Regions from separate parts of the Macaca fascicularis genome. Here region 1 is linked to region 2. The links are chromatin contacts, called in public Hi-C maps. All regions are on one chromosome and are shown on one strand. Each heading gives the region's core, a stretch centred on a gene start, on an enhancer-like site or on the middle of the called end of the contact. The rest is flanking DNA. Distances are from core to core; before and after follow the strand shown.

The links. Hi-C and Micro-C count contacts between places; a contact is called where the count stands out from the background.
Region 1: a Hi-C map of liver shows a contact between it and region 2, with 2.1 times the contacts expected there. The contact joins the promoter of WIPI1 here to the promoter of ARSG in region 2.

Annotation. Positions count from the first base shown.
Region 1 is chr16:74,809,822-74,816,129 of T2T-MFA8v1.1, forward strand. It overlaps WIPI1 (WD repeat domain, phosphoinositide interacting 1), which reads right to left and starts at 1,978. Exons shown (of 13, transcript XR_012426063.1): 1 at 1,832-1,978. LOC135967890 (a long non-coding RNA gene) reads left to right here and starts at 3,792. Exons shown (of 4, transcript XR_010582189.1): 1 at 3,792-4,002; 2 at 4,158-4,256; 3 at 4,902-4,985; 4 at 5,312-5,474.
Region 2 is chr16:74,623,389-74,630,060 of T2T-MFA8v1.1, forward strand. ARSG (arylsulfatase G) reads left to right here and starts at 2,806. Exons shown (of 14, transcript XR_012426061.1): 1 at 2,806-3,073. AMZ2 (archaelysin family metallopeptidase 2) reads left to right here. Exons shown (of 8, transcript XM_045374518.2): 8 at 1,006-1,338. The coding sequence ends at 1,161.

The sequences.
Region 1 (6,308 bases), core at 728-3,227, 190 kb after region 2:
TATAGAAAAAGACATGGCAATATACCTAAATATATTCAGGTGAATTGACTTATTTTAAAATCCAATGTCATACCCTCTGTGGCTCAAAGCAACTGACTGTGACAAGAACTTTTATTTATAGGCAAGGCAAAGCTGCCCAGCAGAGCCTCCATCCAAGAAAATAAAACTAACAGTAGGGAGTAAGGAAATTAACTTTCAAAGCACCCTACAGTTTTGATAATAACATTCAATTGCTATAGAAAGCTGGGACTTTGCATTATTTAATGACTAGAATATAAATTAACACCCTTTTTTTTTTTTTCCAAATCTAATAATGTTACAAAGCAGAATTTAGAACATTTACTACTTATAAGCAAACTAACCCCCCTTCTTAACTTGTGTTCAATTGGGAAGGAAAACATCACCCAGGCATTTCAACAGCCATGCCCTCTTGCAAAATGTTTCTTACAAAACATCAGGATTTTATCTATACCAGCACTTTTATAAACGGCAGGTCTCAACTCATGAGTGGATCCTAAAACGCAATTCAGTGAGTCACAAGCAGCTTAGAAAAAAACGACATAGAAAATTTGCACATGATATTTTGTGAATAGTGTATGTGTTATGGGTATTGGGTGATGTTGCAATATGTATTTCTTATTGCGGATTGTGGTCAAGAAAAACTTGAAAGTCACTCAAATAACCAAGCTGTAGAGCTACTCGATTACATGATTACACATATGGTTTTTTCAAACAAAGGCATATTGTTCAGCACCGGTGTTTTTAAACAGAAACACAAAGGGAATGGAAGCCAGGGTGGCTAATGGTACATAATGGCCTTAATTACACTACTGAAGGATCAATATTAGCATAGCTCAGTCACCAGCAGCCAAGGCACAGAAACTGGTACAGCAGGAAGTGGGAAACTGGGAATCGGTCATCCCCGCCTGATGCTCTGGGTGCACATTCCAAAAAGATGATTCCATATGGTCCCCAGGGCTGGCTTCCATGAAAATAGGGAAAGAAACACGCGTTTGCCTGTAAGTCACAGAATCCTGCAGATGCCTGAAACACACTTCAAGTCCCAGCTCCCTCCCAAAGCCCAAATGTGAACATCAAAGTAAAACATTAAACATCCACTCAAAAACAACAGGGTGGAGCTCCTGTTTCCTGGAGAGAAAGCAGTCTGCGCCCGGGAAAGGAGTCTTGGACTCCGAGAAGGAGATCCTGCCTGGCTGGGTGGGCGATGTGAAAACAGCCAAAGAAATCCAAAGATTTCTTCCATCCAGAGCGGGCAGGCACGATGCCCTGCGCTGGGGATGGGGCAGGGGCTGGCCTGGCCGCAGGGATAGGCTGCCTCTTCGCTTGAGGCCCTGCCCAGATGCCACGTTGAGATGCTCAAGGACAAATGGGAAAGTTTTTCCAGTACTCTCATCTTCCTGGGCCCCAACTACAGAGTCCTGGATCAACTTGCAACTTCCTCTCCTTTCTCATCTTTTTGTGGCCACCGTCTCTCTTCCCCAGACACCCACTTTGGTCACTGGCTTTCCCACTGCCCTGCTCCCCCCATATTTCGTGGCCCCCGCTGCCCCACCACTCCCTTTGCGAACTCCCTGCTTTCACCCCTGGCCCAACCTTCTGGCTCTCGGAGGACACTGGGAGTGGGGTGGGGTGGGGCAAACCCCACTGCAGGCGTAAGGGGATAACAAGATCCCAACGCGTCCGAAGCAGCCACCGGCCCTCCCGCCGAGGCTGCCTCGAGGCGCAGGCCACAAGTTGCGCTCAGGACGACACCCCTGGGTCCTGACACTCTGTCCCCCACCTCCCTGGCAGGGGCCGCGTCGCGACTTACGTGCAGTCCTGGTTGAAAGAGAAGCAGCTGAGCGCCGACTCGACCCCACCCGGGGGAGCGTCCGCGGCCTCGGCCTCCATCGGGGGCTCGGCCCGGGAAGCCGCAGCTCGGAGCCGGCGACAGCCACCTCAGCAGCCCGCCCGCGCCGGCTCCACGGGCCGGGTCGCCGGTCCTGCCCCGCCCCGTCCCCGCCCCGTCCCCGGCCTCGCTCCGCCCCTCCTTGCCTCTCGAGCGGGTCCCGAGGACCAGAGCACCTGACAGGGCGGGCCCCCTGCCTCCGGTCACCATTGGCCACGAGCCCAAGCCGCGGCGGGCGGACACCGCCTCCTTGGCCAATCCGTGACGGCTGTGGGCGGATCCACCCTGGCGACCCGCCCCTGGCTTCGTAACGCGGCTTTCCATTGGACAAAGGCGCGTGACGCAAAGGCAGCAGGCCCACGTGGTGGTGTTTTCATTGCCGGAGCCGCCCAGCTGGGAGGGAGAGGGAAGAATGAATGCGGCTGGAGCCAGACCTGCTGGTTTCAGTCCGGCAACTGCGTCCGGGCCACCGCAAGCGGGGCAGGAGGACGCGCTAGTTCACACCCCGCCCAGACCCCTTGACATGTGTAACTCTGCCTGTTAAACTTACAGAGTTTAGCAGAGAGGGTTAGACTCCAAAGCCCCACCCTTTTGTAGAGTCCTCAAGCTGCATTGAGAGAAGCTCCTGAAATGGGGCTGCCTCAGCCAGAGAGATAGCAAGTTATCTTATCCATTGCCGAGCGGTTGAGAACCTCACTACTTGCCAAGCGCCATACTATGTATGTCATCTTGTTGAATTCTTATAAAACTTGTGTGGAAAATATGATTGTGCTCAATATACAGAAGAGGCAACTGAAGCTCCAAAGCTACACAATTTGTCTAAAGTAACAATAAATGGTAGAATGTGTATTTGCTTTCAAGACCTGTGCACTAAATAACTGCTAAACAGTTATTTGGCAAGACCTATCCGATCCGTAGCTGAAAAGAAAATGAAAGAGTGTGTAGGGCAGTGTAGTTTATGAAAGGGGTAAAGTCTGGAAGACGTAGCACAATTCGAAACTCACATAATTCGAGATAAACCTTGACAAAGGATCTCTTTTTTCAAGCTAAGTACTGTACATATTTCCATGTGGAATTATTGTCAATACGGTTTATGAATCAGGCGCTCTGCCAGCTTTGGATTGTATAATTGCTGATGGATTTTTAATTCATCGTTTTCAAATTTTGAGATGATATTTTAATTATTGTTATATGACAGTGTCTCAAATCAGCATAATTCAAATTTATTAGGTTGGTGCAAAAGTAATTGCGATTTTTCCCATTTCCCACTTTTAATACCTAGTTTATGACAAAGCCATATATATATATATGTATATATTTTAATCTTGGACCTAGAATAGATGAGCAAAGGGCACTGTTTCACCTAAACCTTTCTGGTTGGATTTCCGGTTTGTGTTTTCTGAGATGCAAATGTAACAGTTTCTTTTCTCAACTTTATTTTTTTTCTCTCCACTGATGTAAAAAATAGTTCAGCTCATAGACTCAGAGATGTTACTGCTCTTTGGCTGATTGTGAGGTGTTGTATAAACTCTCAGAAGTGAATGGAACTGCTGTTTAGATACTTTGTGCCATTTTTGTAACCTCTCAGATCAAAGCTGCTTCCCCCCCACCTTCCAGCTCTGTCAAACGCTGCAGTCATTTCTGTCCTGGTTAGAAAACCTAGAATCTGGCATGCGAGGTGCTAAATTGTTTGGAGAATTACATGAAGCGTACCATAAAGTTTTTAAAGTGTAAGCTGTTATTATCAGTTTGTTATTAAGAGTCTGCACTTTATGGGGTAGATGTGGGAGCTGGTGTTAGTTTTTGAGCAGGAGTGTTTCGTGATAAAAGCAGTGTCTTTGTCAGATAAAGTTGGCCAGGGTGTGCAGAACAAATTAGAAGTGGGAAAATACCTAGAAGTCTTTAGGGGACTAATGTGAAATTCTGGAAGTAAAGGGACAGGAGAGACTAGGCTAAAGTGATGAAAACAAGGCCAGAAAATTAGACCAAATCATGGAGTTGTTTTCAGGCAGTGCTGACCAATAGATAAAATGAGCCCCAAATGTGAACTCCACATGTAAATTTCAATTTTTCCAGAAGATACATTTAAGAAGGTAAAAAGAAATAGGCAAATTAATTTGAATAATATCATTTATTTAATCTAATATATCCAAAATATCATTTCAATATAAAGATAATCAATATAAAGTTACTGATCAGTTAATTCAGGTTTTAATTTTCTTTCTTTCTTTTTTTTTTTTTGAGACAGAGTCTCGCTCTGTCACCAGGCTCACTGCAACCTCTGCCTCCCGGGTTCAAGCGATTCTCCTGCCTCAGCCTCCTGAGCAGCTGAGACTACAGGCTACAGGTGGGTTCAAGCCATTCTCCTGCCTTAGTCTCCTGAGCAGCTGGGACTACAGGTGCCCGCCACCATGCCCAGCTAATTTTTGTATTTTTAGTACAGATGAGATTTCACCATATTGGCCAGGCTGATCTCAAACTCCTGACCTCGTGATCCACCTGCCTCGGCCTCCCAAAGTGCTGGGATTACAGGCATGAGCCACCATGCCTGGCCTTAGATTTTAATGTTTTTAGAACTAAATATTGAAAATCTGGTGTGTGTTTTTTACTTATAGCATATCTCAGTTCTCATGAGCCACATGTTAAGTGTTCATGTAGCTGGTGGCTACTTTATTCTCAGTAGACTCTCGAGGGACTAAATGACAGGCATGGCAACTAATGGGGAAGGGGAAGGGGCAGGGAAGAAGAGGGAAGAGTCAAAGCTGGTTTCGTGGTTGGGAAGGGGAAGCCTGTTGAGTTGCTTTTAGAAACTAGATCTTCAGTCAAGTAATGAGGAAGATTTATTTCATTTCAGGCACTTTTCATTAGCAGCAGAACTGCATGCTTACTGGAATTAAGGTTTGGATGTAGAGATGTGGCCATGGGAGAAAAATGGTCACCTTCCCAGCCCCAACCTTCCTGTGAACGATCCCCCTTATATGTTTCTTTCCAGGCTAATGGTCCATTATGCCACCAGCCATGTGGAAATAACGTCCCAGGGCTGCCTCATCTGACTTCCTTTTTCCCAAGACAATACGTAAGTCTATATTTTTATATAAATCTATGCCTATTTTAGTAAAAACCTGCATTTGTAGGTAAATTTAAAAACTGGTGAAAACTAATTCTTATTTTCAAAAAGTACCTTGTGAGCCAAACTGAATACATCAGCTAGCTGGATGTGGTTTGTGGAGGGCTGGTTTGTGATTTTTGTTAGAGGTGTAAGCAGCCACTTTGAAGAGCTCCACCCTCAAAAAATTTCCCAGAAGTCCATTCATATAAAAAGCCAAGGACAAGGTTATAAATAACTTAAGAGGTGCTGAATCCATTGAATGTCAGACTGGTTTTTCTTTTTTAACATTCTAGTTCTGGGTTCTGTGGAAGAGGACATTCTTGATTTGAATCTTGGGCTTACGAGCATCCTAATTCTTACAAGTTCTTGCAACAGCAATTTCACTACTAAATAACATCAGCAAAAGGTAATGGGGTAGGTGGGACGGCAAACAATGCTTTGTTCCAATGGGAATAAGATTTTGGCTTCTTCTCTTTCGACTGAAATTCCTAAATGTCTATCTTTTCCCTGAAAAACAAAACAAACAAACAAAAACACCTCCATTATTTCTAGGAAAACTTACTCGTAAGTTACTTACCAGTCAGCAAAATCTGGGAGAATAAAGCTGGGCTCTGGGAATTAAAAACATGTTTGGTAATACAAAATTGCAGGCCACGATTCATCTAATGGAGAGACTTCTTATTTGTGTAACAATCAGGTTGTAATTTTAAAATGCTGATTAGGGCATGCACAGGGCATTCACAGGGGAAGGTGGAAATGAGATGTCCTGTCTGATGCAACACTCCTGTCACCCCATATGGTCACTCATGGCACCCAACCATCTATAATTAGAGTAACTACTAGGTGAACAAACACTGTTCCTGTTCTGTTCTTCTTTTTATAAAGTCCATTCTATTTTTATAAAACCAAGTTACAGGAAATAATCTCCTTTTTCTTTTCTGCTATGGGGCAATACTCAGAACATGAACTGAGAACGAGTTGAACCCTAATGGGCCAGTTATGTGGCCCTTTGAGAAAGGGTAAAGTAGGAAGGGCCTTGGGACAATGGAGCCAAGAGGGAGAGGGAGGGAAGGGCGATGTGTCAGTACGTGGAGGAAGTTCAAGGAGTCAGCCCTATGGTGCCAGGGTAGAAGAGGAGGGGTTGGGCTGTGGGGTGATTTCTGGGAAAGGAGATGATGGATCTGATTGGCAAGCAGGAAGCCAGAGATCTGGCTGAGCAGCAGGTGCAACTGGGTTTTTGTTTCTAATTATAGACAGTTCGTGTGAGATAGCATGGCTGCAGGGAATGAA
Region 2 (6,672 bases), core at 1,556-4,055:
GCTGGGATTACGGGCGTGAGCCACCACGCCCGGCCAAAGTTCATTTTTTAAACCCTATAAGTGTGTGGACAAGATTTATCTTTCCAATATGGGACAGAGGTATGATGTTCATTAGGAGGAAAAAATGATTTTCTTTAAAAAGGAAGAAGGAAAGTACCTAATCTGAGTATGCGTGTGTGTGTGCCCACACATGCCTACAAACATCAATATACATTCATGTGGCTACTCATGGATGTGACTGCGCATTCAGGTGACTGCACAGAAATGTCTACACACGTGTTTTCACATACATATGTCTATCCATCCCTATGTGTACACTTATATATGTATATACGTACATGTCAAATTAATACAATGCCGGCCGGGCGCGGTGGCTCATGCCTGTAATCCCTGCACTTTGGGAGGCAGAGGCGGGCAGATCACGAGGTCAGGAGATTGAGACCATCCTGGCTAACACGGTTAAACCCTGTCTCTACTAAAAATACAAAAAATTAGCTGGGCGTGGTGGCGGGCGCCTGTAGTCCCAGCTACTCGGGAGGCCGAGGCAGGAGAATGGCGTGAACCTGGGAGGTGGAGCTTGTAGTGAGCCGAGATTTCACCACTGCGCTCCAGCCTACAGCCTGGGCGACAGAGCAAGACTCCGTCTCAAAAAAAAAAAAAAAAAAAAAAACCAAAAAATTAATATAATGCCTTGTGGAATATTTAGCAAGTTGAGAAAAAATAACATCCTATCATGCTAGTAACAAAGTGTAAGAATGAGTATATTTCTTTTTCATCTTTTTTCAGTGCATACTTTTGACATCATTTGTAATTCTGTGTATATTTGGTATGCGCCATTTCACTCGGTATATCATAAGCATTATTTCATATTCACACCATCATTATCAAATGCAGCATCTTCGTGGGGTAAGATGTCACTCTATGATCTAGAGGCCAATGCTCTTCTCTTGCCTGATAGTATTTTGCTGTGGTTTGTTGAAATGCGCATCTTTCCTGTTTTTCCAGGCACTGGTGAGGTGGATTGATGACGAATCTTCTGGCACACCTGGAGCAACTCCAGAACACAGTCGTGAGGGTAATGGGAATTTACCGAAACCCGTGGAAGCCTTTAAGGAATGGAAAGAGTGGATAATAAAATGCCTGGCTGTTCTCCAAAAATAAGGACCTTCAAATAGGAGTGATTGAAATAAATGACTACTTGCATGTTATGCTTTCATTTGGGTGGGATACTTCATCGGAATAAACTACTGATCTTGTGCTGTGTCAGAGTAACACACTAGAACCTTCTTTCAGGTACCTGAATTGAAACTGAATAATAAAAACTCTAGAAACTCTTTATCTTCTTATCTTACTGGCCTGGTCTGTGGCAGCAAGCACTTTATTTCCATTCCGCAAATATGTTTATGTCTCCCAAGAAAGCTGGGACTGGTGGTAACGAGCAAGTAAATAACTTGAAAAAGAACGGTAGATATCCCAAGGAACCAACCAACATAATTTCCAGGGGGTGATTTTGTTTTTAGAAGAGCTGCTCCCCTCTGTTAGGCCCAGCCAAGTCACATTTTTGGACGTCTGTGGGCTCTGATCGTCACCACAGCCCTCCTCTTCCGAGAGACTTCCTTACTCTCTGGAGTGCATTACCTCATTTTTTTCTCTTGCTGGTTGTCACCTTATCCCTGAAAGAATGAACAGCTTGTATCAGTTTTTAGCCGCTTAAAATATGACCTCTCAGGAATATTTGTAAGTGAAAATAACAATGGTCCTTACACTACCACAACATTTGGTGGTGGGAGTTCTGTTGCAGTTCTGAGCTATAACATAGTCATTTATTTATGAGGGATCTTACAAATAGTGTGTAATGGTATTTATATTTGTGAGTGTTGCACTTTTTCTATAGATTTAGAGCAACTTTCAGGTTTATTTCAGTAATAATGTCTTTCTCACCTTCTTACGTTGTGAAGTGTTTACTTGAGTCAGGGAGAGAGTTTAATGGGGTTATCTGTCGGGGTGCCATGAATGCTGATGAGGACCTGCAGAGCGTGAACGTCAGCCCCATTGCTATGGGGGTGGAGGTGGAAAACCTCAGACTTGACAAATCACCTCTGCTAGATAGATGTATCTTGGAAATCTAGAAATTACAGTGAATATGGAATGCCAGTGAGCAGACAGCATTTCCCACTTTCCTATCTTACCTTGAGGGTAAGACTTGAGATATATATATATATGTATAAATTTGAAACCTAGATTCTTCATTGTTTGATGTTTGCAGTATGATGTAAGGCACATTTTATATCTGAGTCAGTGGTTTCCCTTGGATTCATTCTCCTACTTGATTGAACCCATTTAAGTCATTTTAGAAAATGGTGATTTGCTATTAAAATTAACTGGAGAGAATACTGAATGCTGAATGAACAAAGTATTGAGCTAATAAAAAGAATTAATAATTTTCTACTGTCTAAATACTCTTAGAAATTAGTGAATTTGGAATGCTGTTCATTTTTGTCGTAGATCCTGATCCCAGTCACCTGTGGAGTTGGTATCTTTCCGGTCAAGAGGTTTTTCAGGCCTCAGACTTTTAATGGTGAGGGTTAAATAGAAGAATTTGGCGAGGATTACCCGTCCGTTCTTGTTTAGCTTGCTTTTTGAAACACACATTCCCCTGATATGAATAATTTACATTTCAAGCCCTAAGAGGGACAGAAGGACGCGTTACTCCCTCTTGGGAGCGGGAGTGCTAAAATCCAAGCAGGCAGCTGCGGGACCGCTATAGCCGGCCCTGCGCTCGGGCCCTTCCCGGGCAGGAAGCGCGTCGCTGTCCCCGGCTGCGCCCAGGCGGGTGCGGGCGCGCGGGCTCAGCAGCTGCGAACGGCCGGCGCACCGCCTGTTTCCACGCCCGGGGACTTCCCCCGGCGGGGCTCAGAAGTGTGGGGTGGGTCGCTTGGCCTCCCTTGGCGTCAGCGACCCAGGGTAACCTCCTCCACTGCCGCCCGCCGTGCAGGCCTGCCTGGGGGAGAGCCACGTGTGCCGCGCTCTGGGCATGGCCTTGGAAAGTCAGGACCGCCACGGCAGCAGAGCAGTGAGTGGAATCAACTTCCCAGTAGAGTATTTAAAAAATGCTTCATTGAAGAGTTTGAATCTCAGTCACTTTCTAGATTCTGATATCTAGAGTAGCGCCGTCCAATGGAAATATAATACAAGCCACATATGTATGCTGAATTTTTCTAGTAGTCGTATTAGCAAATGCATAAAGAAGCGAGTGGAGTTAATTTTAATAGTATATTCTGTTTAATCCAGTGCATCCAAAATATTATTTCAATCAATATCAATATCAATGCTGAATATTTTATATCCCTTTTTTTTTTTTTTTTGGTACCGTCTTCAAATTCCCGTGTGTATGTTACACTTACAGTACATCTTACTTCCAACTGGGCACATTTTCAAGTGCCCAACAGCCCCATGTGGCTTGTGGCTACTGTATTGGACGGTGCAGCTCTAGACCAGTACCCAACTCTAGTGTACCTGGAAAAATGTACCCATGATACTGAGTTGCTAGGAGAGGAAGGCTTATTTCAGGAAAAGGTCATGCAAGTCTTCTGTCGGTACAGCCAGTGCTGACATTCAAGCTGAAAGGGCATAGACACTGTAAAGGCCTCTGGCTTTGCTATTAACTTGTTTCTTTAAAAGCTTGATACTATTCTCTGTTGCAGCTTGTTTCTTACCCTCCCCCCTTCATTTTCAAGGGCCTGGTATTGTCTTCAAATGCATTTCCATTTTTGGAAAGCAGAGTCGTAAAGCATTAATAATGTGGAGATTGTTTAGTCCATTTCATGCATGAGGACGCAAGCCTGCAGCAAGCCGAGTAAACTTGCTTGTTGTTTAACCAATGGCAAAAATGGAATCAGATCCCAAGTCTCCCTAATGTTGAATTATTTGTTGTTTTCACTGTGCTACATGACCTCATTGAAGTAAAATATCACCAGCCAGAACCTAACCATTTTCCCCCCAGATTGTTTACAAGGGGTTATACACGATTGAACTTTCAATTTCTTTTCTGTTCAAGTAGAGCCATCTGGGATCGCTCAAAGTTGGAGAAATCAGTCTATGTACTTCTGCCTTAGTGCCAAAAAAGAGACGTGCAATATTTATTTATTTTTGAAATAGGGTCTTGCTCTGTTGCCCAGGCTGGAGTGCAGTGGCATGATCACGGCTCACTGGAGCCTCGACCTCCCGGGCTCAAGTGATCCCTCCACCTCAGCCTCTCAAGTAGCTGGGATTACAGGTGTGCACCACCATGCCCAGTGTATTTTTATTTTATTTTATTTTTTAGAGTTGGAGTTTTTTTCCACATTGCCCAGGCTGGTCTGGAACTCCTGAGCTCAAGCAATCTGCCTGCCTTGGCCTCCCAAAGTGCTGGGATTACTGATGTGAGCCACCATGCCCAGCCAATAGTTGCAATATTTAGTAAAGCTCTTGTGACTAGTTGAGGCATTAAAAGAAAGCATTATGGAAAAAAAAAAAAGTCTATTGGAAAATAGTTAAAATCTATTGGGGCAATATGTTCAAACTCACAGACCTCCATACTTAACCCAGTATTGATTTAATCCCACTCTTTTCTTTAGTGTCGGCTCATGGATCAGTTTTTTCTTCTTTACAGCTGACCCACCTGTATAGTACACTACTACTGGGCAGTCTGAGACCCATCCAGCCTCGGATGCTGAACCGGTGGGTTCTGAGCACGATGCTTTCAGTGTCCTGTGGTTCTCCAGCTGTTTCATAGCAGCACAGACTCTCCTGAGCTGTAACTGTCAATAGATATCATTTTTTTCTCTTGTGTGACTAAAGGGAAAAAAAGTCTGTAACTCATTCATTCATTCATGTATTTTTTCATTCAACAATATTCATGGAGCACCGCCTACTGGGTGCCAGGCCCTGCTCAGAGCCTTGGGAATATAGCAATGAACAAAGAACTCCTGCCCTAATACACTAGTGGATGAGACAGAGAGTCAAGGAATAAACAGATGCTTTATTTTATTTTATTTTATTTTATTTTATTTTATTTTATTTTATTTTATTTATTTTTTTGAGATAGAGTCTTGCCGTGTCACCCACGCTGGAGTGCAGTGGTGTGATCTTGGCTCACTATATCCTCTGCCTCCTGGGCTCAAGTGGTCCTCCCACCTCCGCTTCCCAAGTAGCTGAGACTACAGGCACGTGCCACCACGCCTAACTAATTTTTGTATCTTGTAGAGAGGGGTTTTACCATGTTGACCAGGCTGGTCTCAAACTCCTGGGCTCAAGCAATCTGCCCACCTTAGCCTCTCAAAGTGGATGCTGTTATAACCTAATGTCAAAGTAAACGGATAGAAACAAGTACCATTCTGAACAGGATAGACAGGAATGCCTCCTTAGGGAGGTGGCATTTGGAAGTGATCAAACTGAAGGGTCACATTGCATACACATCTCAGGGAAGGGAGTACCAAGCAAAGGGAACCACAAATGCTAAGGCCTGAAGCTTGCAACAATAAGAACAATTCCAGAAACAGTAAGAGAAGCTGGGCGTGGTGGCTCACACCTGTAATCCCAGCACTTTGGGAGGCCGAAGCAGGTAGATCACCTGAGGTCAGGAGTTCGAGACCAGCCTGGTAAATATGGCGAAACCCCATCTCTACTAAAAATACAAAAAAAAAAAAAAATTAGCAGATGTGGTGGCGGGTGCCTGTAATCTCAGCTAATCGGGAGACTGAGGCAGGAGAATCGCTTGAACCTGAAGGCAGAGGTTTCACTGAGGTGAGACTGTGCCATTGTACTCCAGCCTGGGTAACAAGAGGAAAACTCTATCTAAAAAAAAAAAAAAAAAAAATTCACGCCTGAATTCCCAGCACTTTGGGAGGCCAAGGTGGCAGATCATGATGTCAGGAAATCAAGACCATCCTGGCTAACACGGTGAAACCCCATGTCTACTAACAATACAAAAATTAGCCGGGTGTGGTAATGGGCACCTGTAGTCCCAGCTACTTGGGAGACTGAGGCAGGAGAATCACTTGAACCTGGGAGGCGGAGGTTGCAATGAGCCTAGATCGCACCACTGCATTCCAGCCTGGGCAATAGAGCGAGACTCCCCGCCAAAAAAAAAAAAAAAAATAAAGGGCCAGTGAGGCTAGTGTAGCAGGAGCAGAGGGAAAAGGAATAGCATCCATTAGGCAGTTCACGCAGGGCCCACGGCTAAGGATTTATATCAGACTTGTGCTGTAAGAGGATTACTCTGGCTGCTGTATGGAAAATTAAGGTGGGGGTGGCGTGTTGCAAGAGTGGAAGCAGGCAGGCCAGCTAGAAGACTACTGTGATAATCCAGCTAAGATGATATTGGCTTGGATCAAGGGTCCTGGTGCAGTTGGCAGAAGCAGTCAGCTCCTGGATATATTTAGAAAGGAGAGCCGACTGGATGTGTGGAGGAGTGGGTTTGAGGAGGAGGATCCAGAGTTCTGCTGAGGACACTTTAAGTTGAAGATGCCTAGTTTTATATGCATGCCCTGCTGTGCGGGCAGATGTAAATCAGGAGCTCAGGGACAAAGTTGGGACTAAGAATGGGAGGTGCCGGTGCAGAGAAGGTGTTTAAAGTTTTGGTCGAATTCTAGGGTGTATAAGTTGTTAGGGAAGTGAGTGTGCTTGTTCTTG